Regions from separate parts of the Mus musculus genome. Here all the other regions are linked to region 1. A link is a contact called in public HiChIP or PLAC-seq data. All regions are on one chromosome and are shown on one strand. The core of a region is the stretch at or near the end of the contact, and the rest is flanking DNA. Distances in the headings are between cores, read along the strand shown.

Region 1 (3,047 bases), core at 512-3,011:
TTCTACCTTGGTGTGCATCATGCGAGCATTCTCAGTGAGCATTACTACTCCAAACTCACAACTAGATTCAAGGCCCAGATTTTTCTTTTTCTTTTTTCTTTTTACACCATTTTGCTGTGTGAGACAAGTGTGTTTTGGGGCGTTTTGTTTGCTTTGAGACAGCGCCTTTACAATGTAGATTAAGCTGAGATTTAACTTAAACTGATCTTATTGCCACAGCCTCCTATGTGCTGGGATTACAAACACCATTTAGTCTGTTTCCTATCTGCAAAATGGACTTCATGGGCTTCAAAGCACCACCAGAGGGCACCCAGTGACCAACTGATGGGAAAGCTCCCTTGCAGACAGATTTCCCTACAGAACAGGGAATCTAAGTCCTTAGGGAGGGAGGCTCAGCCAAACTCTAGGTGGCTAGCTTGAGACTCCAGGCCTTAGAGGATGGGGCAAGCAGGCAGACATGGAAGCCAGAAGTCATTTCCCCGGTCCCAGTCCTGAACAGGGACAAGGGCCAGGGTAGCTGTTGTTCACTCAGACTCAGCCAGGAGGCCCTGGACCCTGCTCTGGGCTTGCTGCCTGCCCCTGCATTCCTTCCCTAACTCTCAGCCGCCTAGGCTTCCCAAGCCAGTAAGGGAGGGGCTGCTTTCCACTGGGGAGACAAGTCCAAGAAGAAATAATGTTCAGGGTAAAACAGCTGCAGGAACCCCTTTATTTTCCCCTAAAACTGTGAGACACCATGGCCACCTGTGCTGGCCTGGGACTCATATTCAGCTCCGTGTGGGTTTTACGTTTATAAAACTCTCACAAATTTTGTCAAACGGTCACGACTCCATCCCACACAGTACTTCAGTGAGTGATGGAAGGTTTGAACCCGGACCTATATTCCTTTGGGGTCTAAGCTCTCTGGGAAGCTGGATCCCTAAACTTAGTAAGAATACTGCTTAGAGGCAAACAAGGAACCAGTTCCGACCTTTAAAGCCCTCCTCATCCACCATGAGAGTGTAATCTTCCGGAGTCTCAGTCAGGCTGAAGAACTTGCACCTAGGAGGAGGGAAGGGGTGGGAAGACTTTCAGCCTAGAGTGAATGGAATGGAGACAGCAAATGAAGTCTGCTCCAGCAGCACTAAAGGACCCCCCACCAGGAGCCTTCCGGACCCGCACTCGGGCCTCACTCTCTTCCTTGGATCAATGAGTCTAGATCCCATATTTGGGATCTCCCCTCCATTCCACAGAAGTGGAAGGCTTTGGGTCCCCCTGGACAACTCTCAAAAGTTAACGTGAGGAGACTAGAAAGGGGCTACAGCCTGCCAAGGAACACATGCCCCCACTACACTGCCTACTCCAGGCAGTTTGCACCTTGACAAGCCCTGGGAGCGGGGCCCTCCGGGCCGGATAGGCGGCGTCGCAGAAAGGGTAAGGCCCAGGCTGGATGATGGCCAGAGTGGCTAGCGTCCCCACCCGGTACCCGCTGCTTCGCGGCGACTCTAGTCCTCCGCCCCTGGCCCAGAGGGGCAGAGGAGCCTCCACCCGCCCGACCTGCGCTCGTGAACCCGGGTGCGCACCGACTGCGACAGGGCAGGAAGAGCAGCTTGATGAGCGGGTGGGTGTAGAGCCAGAGGCCCGGACGGGCAATGCTCAGTACTCGCACCCGGTGCTCTAGGATGTGAAGTTCCATCGCAGATACGGCAGCCCCGGCCTGGCCGCCAGCGAGACCTAGGCAGGAGGCGATGCGGTGGCGCCGGGCTTAAAGAAGCACCGCCCGCTACCGGTCCGCCCAGCCAGGGATCCACACTTCGGCGGCCACGCCCCACAGCCACTGTGAAGTGGCCACGCCTCCTCCTGAGCCCTGCCTACCGGGCGCTGCGGGCTGCCTTCAAACTCTGCCAAAGCCACTCTTCTAGCCCTCACCCATCTGAGTCCTTCAAGGACACGCCCCAGACACGCCCTTTCCGCTGGACGCCCGCTGTGTTGGGTTTGGGAACGTGCTGGAAGCTCCTGGTCCCCTCCCTGTCTATCCTCCAGGCTCGCACGTGGGCTTTATGGTTAAAGCCACTAAAACGCAGAGCCTGGCGGTGGTAAGTGTGTATCTTTAATCCCAGCACTAGGGAGGCAGAGGCAGGCAGATCTCTGTGAGTTCGAGGCCAGACTAGTCTACAGAGTGACTTCCAGGACAGCTAGAACTACACAGAAAAACCCTGTCTGGACTGTAGGAAGGCTGGAAGCCGGGCTGGAGCTCTGTTGGGGCCAGAGCTGTCCATAAATCTCCGGAGTGGGGAGGTTAGGCTGGAGACCCGCGGAACAGCTGAGTTGGAGCCTATCTTCCTTTTATTGCCGGGGGTAGGGGGCAGGGACTGCAGAGCTGACAAGGACAGTAAGGACTAAAGATCCCTAAGAATGGGGTGCCCAAGGTTGGTTTGATAGTACTGCAACCCTATCTTGTTGTTGTTTCGACCAGCAAAACCTGGCCGGTGTGGCAGTTTTTAGTCAAACAACTTCTGAAATAGAATGCTCCCCACTGAGGGGAGGAACCGAAAAAGGGTCCTCCTCTCCTGTCTAAGCAACATACTATGGACTCTGAATCTTTTTTTAAATTTTATTTATTATATGTAAGTATACTGTGTCTTCAGGCACACCAGAAGAGGGTATCAGATCTCATTTCGGATGGTTGTGAACCACGTGGTTGCTGGGATTTGAACTCGGGACCTTCGGAAGAGCAGTCAGTGCTCTTAACTGCTGAGCCATCTCTCCAGCCCTTACCCCTAGATTCTGAATCTTATTCCAGGGACAACCCTAAGTACCTGAAGTGAGAATGCCCAGGGCTCAGACACTGAGGGGACAGGCCATAGTATTTGAGGTTCCCTGGGTATCAAACCAGAGACCTCCCTGTTGAAGTTTTCTTAAAGCGTCTCATCATTTGCAGAACTCAACTGGCCTGAACACATCTAAATTAGCTACAGATCCAAGAAGGCCCCTAAGCACTGGCAGACACCCCAGTGATCAAGGTTTAAGAAAACCCCAAGGCTGAGCAGAAACGAGCAAGCACAGGTTGA
Region 2 (3,373 bases), core at 196-2,695, 250 kb before region 1:
TCTGTGAGTTCAAGACCGGCCAAATCTTCAAAGAAAGTTCCAGAACAGACAAGGTGACACAGTGAGCCTTTATTTATCTCAAAATAAATAAAATATTAAAACTGCCAACCAGACTGGGCAGCTTGTGTCTCAGTGGTAGAGTTTTTTGGGGGGGGTAGGTGGGAGGTGGTGTTTCAAGATAGGGTTTCTCTGTGTAGCCCTGGTTGTCCTGGAACTCACTCTGTAGACCAGGCTGGCCTCAAACTCAGAAATCCACCTGCCTCTGCCTCCCAAGTGCTGGGATTAAAGGTGTGTGCCATCACTATCCAGCAGTGGTAGAGTTCTTGTCTATCATACATAAGACCCCAGCCCTGAGAGAGACAAAAATACAAACCAAATCAAACCAAGCCTGTCCAGTCTCTGCTGGCCTGTGTAACGCAGCTGCCTGGTAAAGCATCCACAAATCCTGTGCACACCCCAGGAAGGGCATGCATGGATCATCAGGAGATGCCCCTCGCTGGACAGCACTCACCCTGTACACAGAGGACCCATTGCTGTCCTATGCTCTAACATTCTTTTGTATGCTTCAGGACTCTTTTAATCGGAAGTTATGAAAAACAGTGTTTCTGGACTAAGCAATAGTCACATTTTAATTTTTTTCAAATGCACATATATTTTTGTAAAAGAAGAAAACTTTCTGGTGACTTAATGTCTCTCTGAACTTTCTAGGCTTGGCTTGGCTTAGTGCTAGTACATCTGCAAGGTGCTCAGATCAAGCCCCAGCACCTAAAAAAAGAAGCTTTGAACTGTGAATAATTTCCTGCAGTCCTGGGGGCAGGGGTAGGAACCAAACTCATGGCCTTGACTGAGCATGCTCAGCAAGTATTGCACCCCCAACCATACTCCCAGCTCACACCGCTCCCTTTGGAAGCCCATACTTAGTGATGGAGGTCTCACCCAGGCCAGAGTAGCCTCAAACTCACTCTGTAGCTCAAGATGACCTTGAACACCTGATCCGGCATCACTGCCTCCCTAATGCAGGAGTCACAGAGAAAAGTCTCCATGCCCTAAGAAAAACCGATGTGTCTGTCTGGAGTGCCTCTGCACAGGGGATTTGCTGCTTCCTCTGTTGATTTACACAGTCATTTATTAAAGTCAAAATAGATGCCTGTGGTGTTTACTTCATACCTGGGTTGCCATTCAGGACTGATGCGCTGACACTGCCAGTCTTTCAGAGATGGATGATCCTGTCTTTACATATAATCATCTCCTTAATAGCCCTGTGTCATACCATCTTTTCTAATTCTAAGAACAAATTTACATCCTACTTCATTTTTGTTGCTCAAATGAGTCCATTTTTGACATTGGCTTTTGTGGTGGTTTGAATGAAAATGGTGCTGATAGGCTCAGAGGGAGTGGCACTATTTGACAGGATTAGGAGACAAAGCCTTGTTGGAGTGGGTGTGGCCTTGTTTGGGGTGGGTGTGGCCACTGAGGGGTGGGCTTTGAGGTTCCAGAGGCCCAGGCCAGGCCCAGTGTCTCATTCTCCTCCTGCTGTCTGCCGATCCAGACATAGAACTCAACTATCTCTCCAGCATCATGTCTGCCTTCATCCTGCCATGTTTCCCACATGACAATAAGGACTAACCCCTCTGAAACTGTAAGCTGGCCCCAATTAAAGGTTTTCCTTTATAAGAGTTGCTGCGGTCATGGTGTCTCTTCCCAGCAATAGAAACCCTGACTAAGACAGCATGCTTTTGGTGAACCCCTCTGCCCATAAAAACCATCTTCATGGGTTTTCTTATTGGTAATGTCATCATTTTGGTTTTTAAGAAATCTGTGCTTTCTCCTCTATAGGGACCCCACCCTCATCACTGTATGCAGTCATGTGTGGCATAAGGACATCCTGGGCAATGGCAGACAGAGTGTGTCAGTGGTCCCAGGGAATTAGGATGGAACTGAAATTTTCCTATTGCCTAATTATATCATGGTCATCATACCATCACTGTACAATGCATTAGTCAACTGTTTGGGCTGGTGCTGCTGTCAACAGACCTGCTGTGCCACAATGGTACATGCAGATCTATGCAGTGCGGAGTGTTCCTGGGGCTGGCTTACTGTTCACACCCTGTGGGTGGCACACCCAGGGCTTCCCATGTGCTAGGCAAGCTCTCTCCCACTGAACTGCATCTCCAGCACACACACCTCTCTTTTTTCATATTAAATCAGGTCTCACTAAGTTGCCCAGGCTAGACTCGAACCTGTAATCTCCCTGCTTTAGTTTCTTGAGTCGCTGAGACTGCAGGCGTGTGCCACTATAGTCAGCTGGGATTACTTTTTCTTATAGTTTTTAAAAATAACTGCATGTTGGAGTTATGAATTTCTTCCTTCCTTTGTTTTTGTTGTTGGCGTTTTGTTTTGTTTTGTTTTGTTTTGTTTTGTTTTGTTTTGTTTCTTCTTGAGCTCTGACTTTCCTGGAACTTGCTCTGTAGACTGGGTTGGCCTTGAACTCAGAGATAGGCTTGCCTCTGCCTCCTGAATGCTAGATGTGCGTGTTGCAGCTCTGCAGGGAAAGGCTTCCCCTACAGAAGTGTCACAGCTTTGCTTCAGCTGCAGCACAGCAAAAGCTCTGCTCAAGTGTTGCCACTTTACTCAGAGAGCTATCCTGGCAGTCAGGAGCCAAGGACTACCACAAAGTCACACCACACAACAAACCTCACACAAGAGACTTACTGGGAGGGGAAAACCCAGGAGGGCGGCTGCCTCTGTTCTTGTGAGAAGCAGCAGGGAGCTGAGCAAAGAGAAAGGTTTATGTGAGATTTCTTGGGGGTGGGGGTGGGAGTGGGGGGTGGAGCTTTCCAGGGTGAGGATTGGTGGAATTTCAAGTCCTGAGTTGGGTGAGCTTAGAATTAGTCGGGTTTTGAGTTCAGGGATTGGTGGGTTTCTGTGACAAGCTCAGGGGTTGGTAGAATTCTGTTTCTTAGCCCTGGTCTTGGGGTCAAGTCTAGGTCAGTGTGTTCTTTCCTTGGTCTTTTTATCCTACACCGGGTGCTACCACTACCAGGCTGAATTATAAACTTCCAGTTAAACACACAGACCATCCCAGCTTACATTGGTTTGACATTTTCAGCTTTAGGATGACGGTGTGAAAATGATGCCCACTGAGTAACAACTGCTCTCTTCTGAATGTTACTATGGGCTAGTGATGTACAGAATGCTCATCTCAGCCACTCCGAGGTATTTTACCTAGGTCCCAGGCATCTTTACCTTTGTGAGAGAAAGCAACCATGCATAAAATAGGTTTGCTGAGACACAGCCCCACCGTAAGAGGAGGAGCATCTTCATGCACTAAAAACCGCTGTCTTTGTTGCTTACAAAGCTGTATCATTCCTTC
Region 3 (3,204 bases), core at 440-2,939, 180 kb before region 1:
CATGTGAACATATGAGTACCTGGCCTTTTTCTCAGTCACTTTTGGCTATACTTGGAGTTATTTATGATGCTTTCACAGATTGGGAATCTATTATGTTTCTGTAGTTGTTTGCCTCTTTTCCATCTGGTGCTATTTATTTGAGTCCCTTTATTATTATATATGCCCCAAATCAGTATTTTTTAAAAAGTTAGGTTTTGATTGTGCTGTTCACATCTATTGCTTCTCTTTTCTTTTACTCATGGTTTCTTTTCTGTTTGTTTTCTCCCTGACCACACATTGATCTTCCCACCCATGTGCAGACGTGCATACCTATAGGGTCCTCACAGTACCATTGGTGTACAGATGTACACATCTGTCTTAGTCACTGTGAAGACACTGTGACCAAGGCAACTCTTGTAAAAAGAAAGCATTTAAATGGGGACTTGCTTACAGTTTCAGAGGTTTAGTCCATCTTGATGGGAGTATGGTGGCTTGCAGTCAGGCACTGGAACAGTAGCTAAGAGCTAGCTACATCCTGATCTGTAGGTGAGAAGACTTTAGACTTGGCATGGGCTTTTGAAACCTCAAAGCCCAAAGACACTTCCTCCAACAAAGCCACGCCTACTTATTGGTCTAATTCTTTTCAAATAGTGCTAGTCCGTGCTGACTAAGCATTCAAGTATATGACCCTATGGAGGCCATTCTCATTCACACCACCACAGTACCTACAAGTCTCTATCAATGCACAGACTTGTATTCCCTATAGGTCCCTCATTTTACTCTCTAAATGGAATTTCAATCATTTTCCTCTCAGGCTTACTATCTGTGGCACTAGGCACTGCCACTCTTCCAAACAACCAAGATGTTTAACCTCCATCCTCTCCTTACTCCTCACATCCTTTTGGATCGTGTTTCAGTCCGCTCTGTTTTGAAATACTTCTCAAGCCCGGCCCTATCCGACCATGCTGACTCAGGCCGTGAGGCTTTCTTGGTGAGTAACAGCTACAGTTCCTGACTGGGTCTCTCTAACATTCAGTCTGTCTTTCAGAGTGCCAGGAATGAAGGTATTTATCATTCTCAAATACTTCAAATAGTATTGTTTGTGTAATTTCAAGAGGCATAAAGATGCAGTGTATGAAAATAGCAGTTGTGAGCAGAGCAGAGGTAGGGAAGAGGGTAATGTGATAAAGCTCTTTGGCTGCTTTCGGTGGTAAGAATGGAACCAGGCCTTGTGCATGCTAGGCTTGTGTTCTATTACTGACTATAGCTACAGCCTGAAAGAGCTTTTTAAAACAATACAATTAACAACATTAAAGTAATTGAAAATTCAGATCTTTCAACTGTCCTTATATCTTATCAATACAAATTTTAACTTTGTATGCCCCATTCTTTTCAGTATTTTTCAATGGATATATTTATTTGTATATTATTTCAATAATGGTATATATAATTTCATTTTTATTTAGCAATAATTTTGTAAATATGTCCTACCTAGCCTTTATATGTAAAGTTCAATGACTTTTTGGTTCATTTAGGTTCATATCATTTCTCTATTTTTAAATATTTCGGTTGTCATACGTGAATGTTGAGCATTCCCCAGTACTTTACATTTAATGGCTTGGTTCCCAGGCTTGCACTATTGAGGACAGATGAAGCCTTTTAGGAAGTGGAACCTAGTAAGAGGCCTGGTAGCCAGGAAGCATGTCTTTGAAAATTAGCTTCTTCCTTCTCCCTTTTGCTTCCTGGTGATAAAGTCAGCAGTTTGTCCTGACACATACTCCCACTATGGTGTCCTGTCTTGTCACAGGCCCAAAGCAGTGGGCCAGTCAGTCAGGAACTCCAAAGCTATAAATCAACTATTTCTTAGTGACAAAGAGCTGACTAATGTGTAGGCTAATTTCTGATAATGCTATTATAAATAGCATTACAATAAATACCTTGCAAGTGTGACACCTCCTTTCCTTACCTTCTATTGGATTAACAGTAGCAGGAGTGAAATATACATATTTTTGAAATTTGTATAGAGTTTGGATGAATATTATCAATATATGATAATATTCAGAAACTTCCAGTTTTTCCACCTCCTAAGGATGGCATTTTTGATAATGATAGCTACTTGATAAAAAGGGGTAGCTCCCCATCACCAGCTCTGGTTACATCTATTACATGCATACATAGACATATATAATATGTACATATTATATATACATATAAAATACATGCGCACATATGCTTTTGTTCAAGATAGAGTATAGATGACTGTCTTTAGGATATTACAAAAACCAACGATTCAGGGAGTTGGCTGAGCTAAATTGATCTCTGAGATCTCTTTCATGCTCAGATTTACTGGGCTGTATTAAGACTGGTACCTTGAAAACAAACAAACAAAAACCAAAAAATAATGGTGTCTTGGCCAGACAATGGTGGCTCATGCCTTTAATCCCAGAACTTGGAAGCCATAGTTAGGTGGATCTGTGAGGTCAAAACTAGCCTGGTCTACATAGTGGGTTCCAGGACAGCTAGATTCATGTGGAAAGATCTTGTCTCACAAAACACAAAACAAAAACAAACAAAAAAAGATGCCTTGCTGTGAGGAAAACGATACAGAAGATGTAGTTTTTGCTCTGAGAACTAACTGAAGACACAGCAAGTATATGTTATGAGAATATTAGAGACGATGTGAATGACAGAAAGTTTTCCTATTTTTATGGTCTCACCATATAGCTCTGTCTACCCTGGAACTCACTATGTAGGTTAGACTATTCTCAAATTACAGGATCTTTCTGCCTCTGCCTCCAAGTTGCTGGAACTAAAGGTGTGTCCCAGCATGCTCAGCCTTTTCCTCAGTTTGTTAAGGTAGAAGGTTAAGCTGAGATTTTGGGTATAACCCAGGCTTGCCTGGAAGTAACTCACTGTGTGTCCAGGCTGGCCTTGACCTGAAGATCCTGCTACCTCAGTTTTCAGCCATTCCTTTTTTTTTTTTCCTTTTGCTTCTGTGGATTGATTTAACCCAGGATCTTATGTATGTTAAACATACACCTTATCATTCATGTCCCAACTCATTTTTTCTTTTTCTTTTTAAAGATTTATCTATTTTTATTTTGTATATGTAAGTATTTTGTCTGCATGTACATTTGTGCACCACATACATGAAATGCATGCAGAGACCATCAGAGTGCATCCGATCTCCTGGTACTGGATTTACAGACAGCTGTGAGGCACTAT
Region 4 (3,069 bases), core at 126-2,625, 230 kb after region 1:
CCATTGTCCTGTGAGTCACTGCTTTCCTGCAAGTGCTTGTTTGTTCTTCCTTGGAGCCCAGTGAGAGGCACTGTGAGTGACAGATTTATGAGAACTCAGCACAGAACCCAGGAAGCAAAAGAGATGCCCAGGAAGGCATCTTTCCTCCAGTTTGGGCAAGAGGACTTCTGGGTAGGGCTGGGATCCTGAGACAGGGACCAAAAAACAAAACAAAACAAAACAAAACAAAACAAACAAAAACGCACACTGTGGTTTGCAGTGAACTCAGCCATTTCCCAACGGTGTGACCTTCAGCAAGTCACTGACTCCTTGAGCCTCAGTATCTTCCCTCTAGATAAGTAGCAAGGAAGCCTGAAGGCACAGTGCAGATCAGCTCACCCCCTCCAGAGAGGAAGAGATTGAGTTCTGATCGGCTCTCCCTCCACACCCCTTTCCTCCTGAAGATTTCCAGGGCATCCTCACCCTCAGCCCAGTAACCTCTGGTGTCAGGTGTCAGTCCCTGCAGCCAGATGTGTGCCTGTCATCACAACCAGCTCAGGAAGGGGCGGGGCGGGGGGGGGTTAAAAAGAGAAGGCTCATGTTGGCCTCTCACTAAGGGAACAGACCAACCTGAGACCCCCTTATGGAGCACTGGTCCATGGCTCCGGAACCGTGTAGTTGTTGCATATAGGATCTTTCCTGTCCTAACTAGACAAGTCTGTCCTTGTCTCCTGGACTCACCTCCTTAGGGGCACACATATGAGAGGCCTTCCCCAAGCACAAGAGTCTGTCATTGCCCAAGGCCCCCCTCTCCCCGGTTTGTACTGTGACAGCCGCCTCTTCTGGGAACGCAGGTAAGGAGCGGGGAGATTCCTGCCTCCTTCTCCACTAGGGCCCAGGCCACAATGTCCAAGAGGATTAATTATTAACGAACTCACAGCACAACAGCTAACCTTCTGGAGCCCCACCCACCCCATTTTTAGGGACTCCGGGGGTCAGGGGAGGAGGGGCACCCAGAGCAGGGCAAGCAATCAGCCAGAGCCTGCAGGATACAGTGTTGGTGAAGCAGCTCTGCAGCATTTCTATATCCCTTGCTGGGCAAACACGATCCATCGATCCAGTAGGCAAGATGTTCAGGAAGTAGGCTGAGGCAGGGCACAGCCAGCGTGAGTACAAGACCTCCCGACATACCTTTGCCCTGTTCTCCTTGGGCTCCGGGTGGCAGGGGTCGGCCCCGGCCCCCGCCGCCGCCGTGGCGCTCACTGGGCGGCGGGGCGCACTCGCCGGGACCCGGCGCGCTGGCAGGCCTGGTCCATGCCCCCGCCCCGCCGCCGCAGCGGCTGCCGCACCCCGCTCTCAACACTCGCCAGGTGAGGCCAGCAGCCTGGCCCGGCCCCTGACGCCAGAGCCAATGGGCGCCACGGCCCCCTCCCCCCCCCCACCCCCTTCCCGTCCTCTCCCCTGCGCCGCCTGCCCAAGAGGCACAGAAGCTGTATTCAGCTCCCTGGGGCGCAATATTGCGCCCCCGCCTCCGGCCTAACAAGGACTATTTGTCTCCGATGGGCCAAGGGGTCCATTGTCCTACTGCCAGCCCAGAAGGGAATAGAGGGTGCCTGGGGCTTGGTGGTAGTGTTGGGGAAGGGAGCCTGGGCTCTGGAGAAAGGGGGCAGGACTAGTTGCCAGCCTTTTATGGACAGCACTGGAGCTCCTCAGAATCCAGTGGAACATAGGTCTTCCTAGCTCCCTCTGATGAGCCAGGAACACATTTGTGGTATCCAAGAAAAACAGGTGAAGAAGCGCCAGGATCCCTGGGCCGAGTCACTTACATGGTTCAGCTAACTTTCCTCTTGAGGATACCTCCTCTAGAGGTCTGGGCAAGTAAGTAGGGGCCTGTTTGAGTTCAGACTGTCCTTCATCCTAAAGGAAAACCAAGGATGGGAACTAATTTGGAATTAACCCCAGCTGTGGGCACTGCAGAACCAGCTGGCCATCGGGTGGCACATGGGCCACGTCAGAGTCCCACTACCCCCGACATTTCTAGGCAACCGTGGAATGGGGAAAATTCCACATCAGCCTGGCTGCCAGGCATTCTTCCATATCTAATGGGCTTGCTGCTCTTTGTCCTTGTGGGCCCTGAGTCACCTCCCAGGCTATAGGTTATGACTTTGAAACTCCTAACCCTTTGTTCCTGCCTCTTGAAACTGCCATGCCAGAACATGGCATCAGATAGAGCCCCCTCCCCCCATCCCACATATACAGTGAAGCCACCAGTTTGGGGGACCTTGGGGTCCACAAGCCAAAGCCTGCAAAACTCTTGCCTTCCTCTTCAGTTGAGGTGCAGCCATGGCAGCACAAAGTCCACATATGGGGCCAATACAAAACAGGTCTGTCAGGCTATCAGGTCCTTAGATTCAGGGAGGGCAAAGTCCAGCCTACCCTGTTTAGGGTATCACCGCCTCTGGGGAATGGCTATGGGAAAGATGTCCTGGGAAGGACTGAATGATCAGAACCCTGACCCTGTCATGATACATGGACAGTTCCAGGTAAGGACCATCATCAGAGGTACCTGGAGTGAGGGGACAGGTCCACAAAGGTCACAAGCTGAGATACCAGCAGTGACCTCACTTGGATGGAAAACTAGGCTATTGCTGCCCTTAGACCTCACGCTCACCTTCCACCTGTACTGGCTTGTTTTGGGTCAACACAAGCTAGTCATCAAAGGAGCCTCTCAGTCGAGGAAACACCTCCATGAGATCCAGCTCTAAGCTGTTCGTGGTGGTGCACACCTTCAATCCCAGCACTCGGGAGGCAGAGGCAGATGGATTTCTGAGTTCGAGGACAGCCAGGGCTACACAGAGAAACTCTGTCTCGGAAAAAAATGGGAGTGAAGGGGTGGGGAAAGAGATCCAGATCTAAGGCATTTTCTCAGTGATCAATGGGGAGGATCCAGCCCACAATGGGTGTTGTCATCCCTGGGCTGGTAGTCCTGGGTTCTTTAAGAAAGCAGGTTGAGCAAACCTTGTAAAGCAAGCTACTAAGCAGCAACCCACCATGGCTTTTACATTAGCTCTGCCCTGAGGATGCAGCCTT

Evidence for each region. HiChIP or PLAC-seq counts read pairs in DNA pulled down with a chosen protein or histone mark.
Region 2: an H3K4me3 HiChIP or PLAC-seq map of embryonic stem cells shows a contact between it and region 1, with 4 times the contacts expected there. The contact joins the enhancer-like site here to the promoter of Castor1 in region 1. A contact is called at or near these places in 5 of 39 promoter capture datasets (cranial neural crest, fetal liver, neural stem cells and 2 more), 4 of 15 datasets of contacts at CTCF or cohesin (CD8 T cells, the G1E-ER4 cell line, embryonic stem cells and 1 more), 19 of 484 Hi-C or Micro-C datasets (the C2C12 cell line, CD4 T cells, CD8 T cells and 8 more), 9 of 115 datasets of contacts at active chromatin or transcription factors (bone marrow-derived macrophages, embryonic stem cells, epiblast stem cells and 1 more) and 3 of 9 other capture datasets (adipose tissue, liver and macrophages).
Region 3: a contact with region 1 is called in an H3K4me3 HiChIP or PLAC-seq map of bone marrow-derived macrophages, with 4 times the contacts expected there. The contact joins the enhancer-like site here to the promoter of Castor1 in region 1. A contact is called at or near these places in 8 of 39 promoter capture datasets (the 3T3-L1 cell line, 3T3-L1-derived adipocytes, cranial neural crest and 5 more), 1 of 15 datasets of contacts at CTCF or cohesin (the NIH/3T3 cell line), 10 of 115 datasets of contacts at active chromatin or transcription factors (bone marrow-derived macrophages, embryonic stem cells, microglia and 3 more) and 2 of 9 other capture datasets (adipose tissue and liver).
Region 4: a contact with region 1 is called in an H3K4me3 HiChIP or PLAC-seq map of embryonic stem cells, with 13 read pairs. The contact joins the promoter of Gal3st1 here to the promoter of Castor1 in region 1. A contact is called at or near these places in 9 of 39 promoter capture datasets (the 3T3-L1 cell line, 3T3-L1-derived adipocytes, HPC-7-derived erythroid cells and 5 more), 15 of 484 Hi-C or Micro-C datasets (the G1E-ER4 cell line, adipose-derived mesenchymal stem cells, brown adipocytes and 4 more), 2 of 115 datasets of contacts at active chromatin or transcription factors (embryonic stem cells and stem cell-derived neural progenitor cells) and 1 of 9 other capture datasets (adipose tissue).

The regions. Positions count from the first base shown.
Region 1 is chr11:4,216,939-4,219,985 of GRCm38.p6, reverse strand. Castor1 (cytosolic arginine sensor for mTORC1 subunit 1) reads right to left here and starts at 1,761. Exons shown (of 9, transcript NM_028022.2): 1 at 1,560-1,761; 2 at 968-1,038. The coding sequence starts at 1,672.
Region 2 is chr11:4,462,448-4,465,820 of GRCm38.p6, reverse strand. No RefSeq gene overlaps it. Among named protein-coding and RNA genes, the nearest start is that of Hormad2, 23 kb to the right of the region's middle. Within about 2 kb of position 1,445, at least 5 of the 459 cell types and tissues checked have an H3K27ac peak or open chromatin away from gene starts, as enhancers often do. A contact at or near this core is called in embryonic stem cells, where this site is marked.
Region 3 is chr11:4,399,211-4,402,414 of GRCm38.p6, reverse strand. The region is part of intron 10 of Hormad2 (HORMA domain containing 2); the gene reads left to right. Among named protein-coding and RNA genes, the nearest start is that of Hormad2, 40 kb to the left of the region's middle. Within about 2 kb of position 1,689, at least 30 of the 459 cell types and tissues checked have an H3K27ac peak or open chromatin away from gene starts, as enhancers often do. A contact at or near this core is called in the NIH/3T3 cell line, bone marrow-derived macrophages and pancreatic cancer cells, where this site is marked.
Region 4 is chr11:3,981,942-3,985,010 of GRCm38.p6, reverse strand. Gal3st1 (galactose-3-O-sulfotransferase 1) reads right to left here and starts at 1,375. Exons shown (of 4, transcript NM_016922.3): 1 at 1,171-1,375; 2 at 1-70.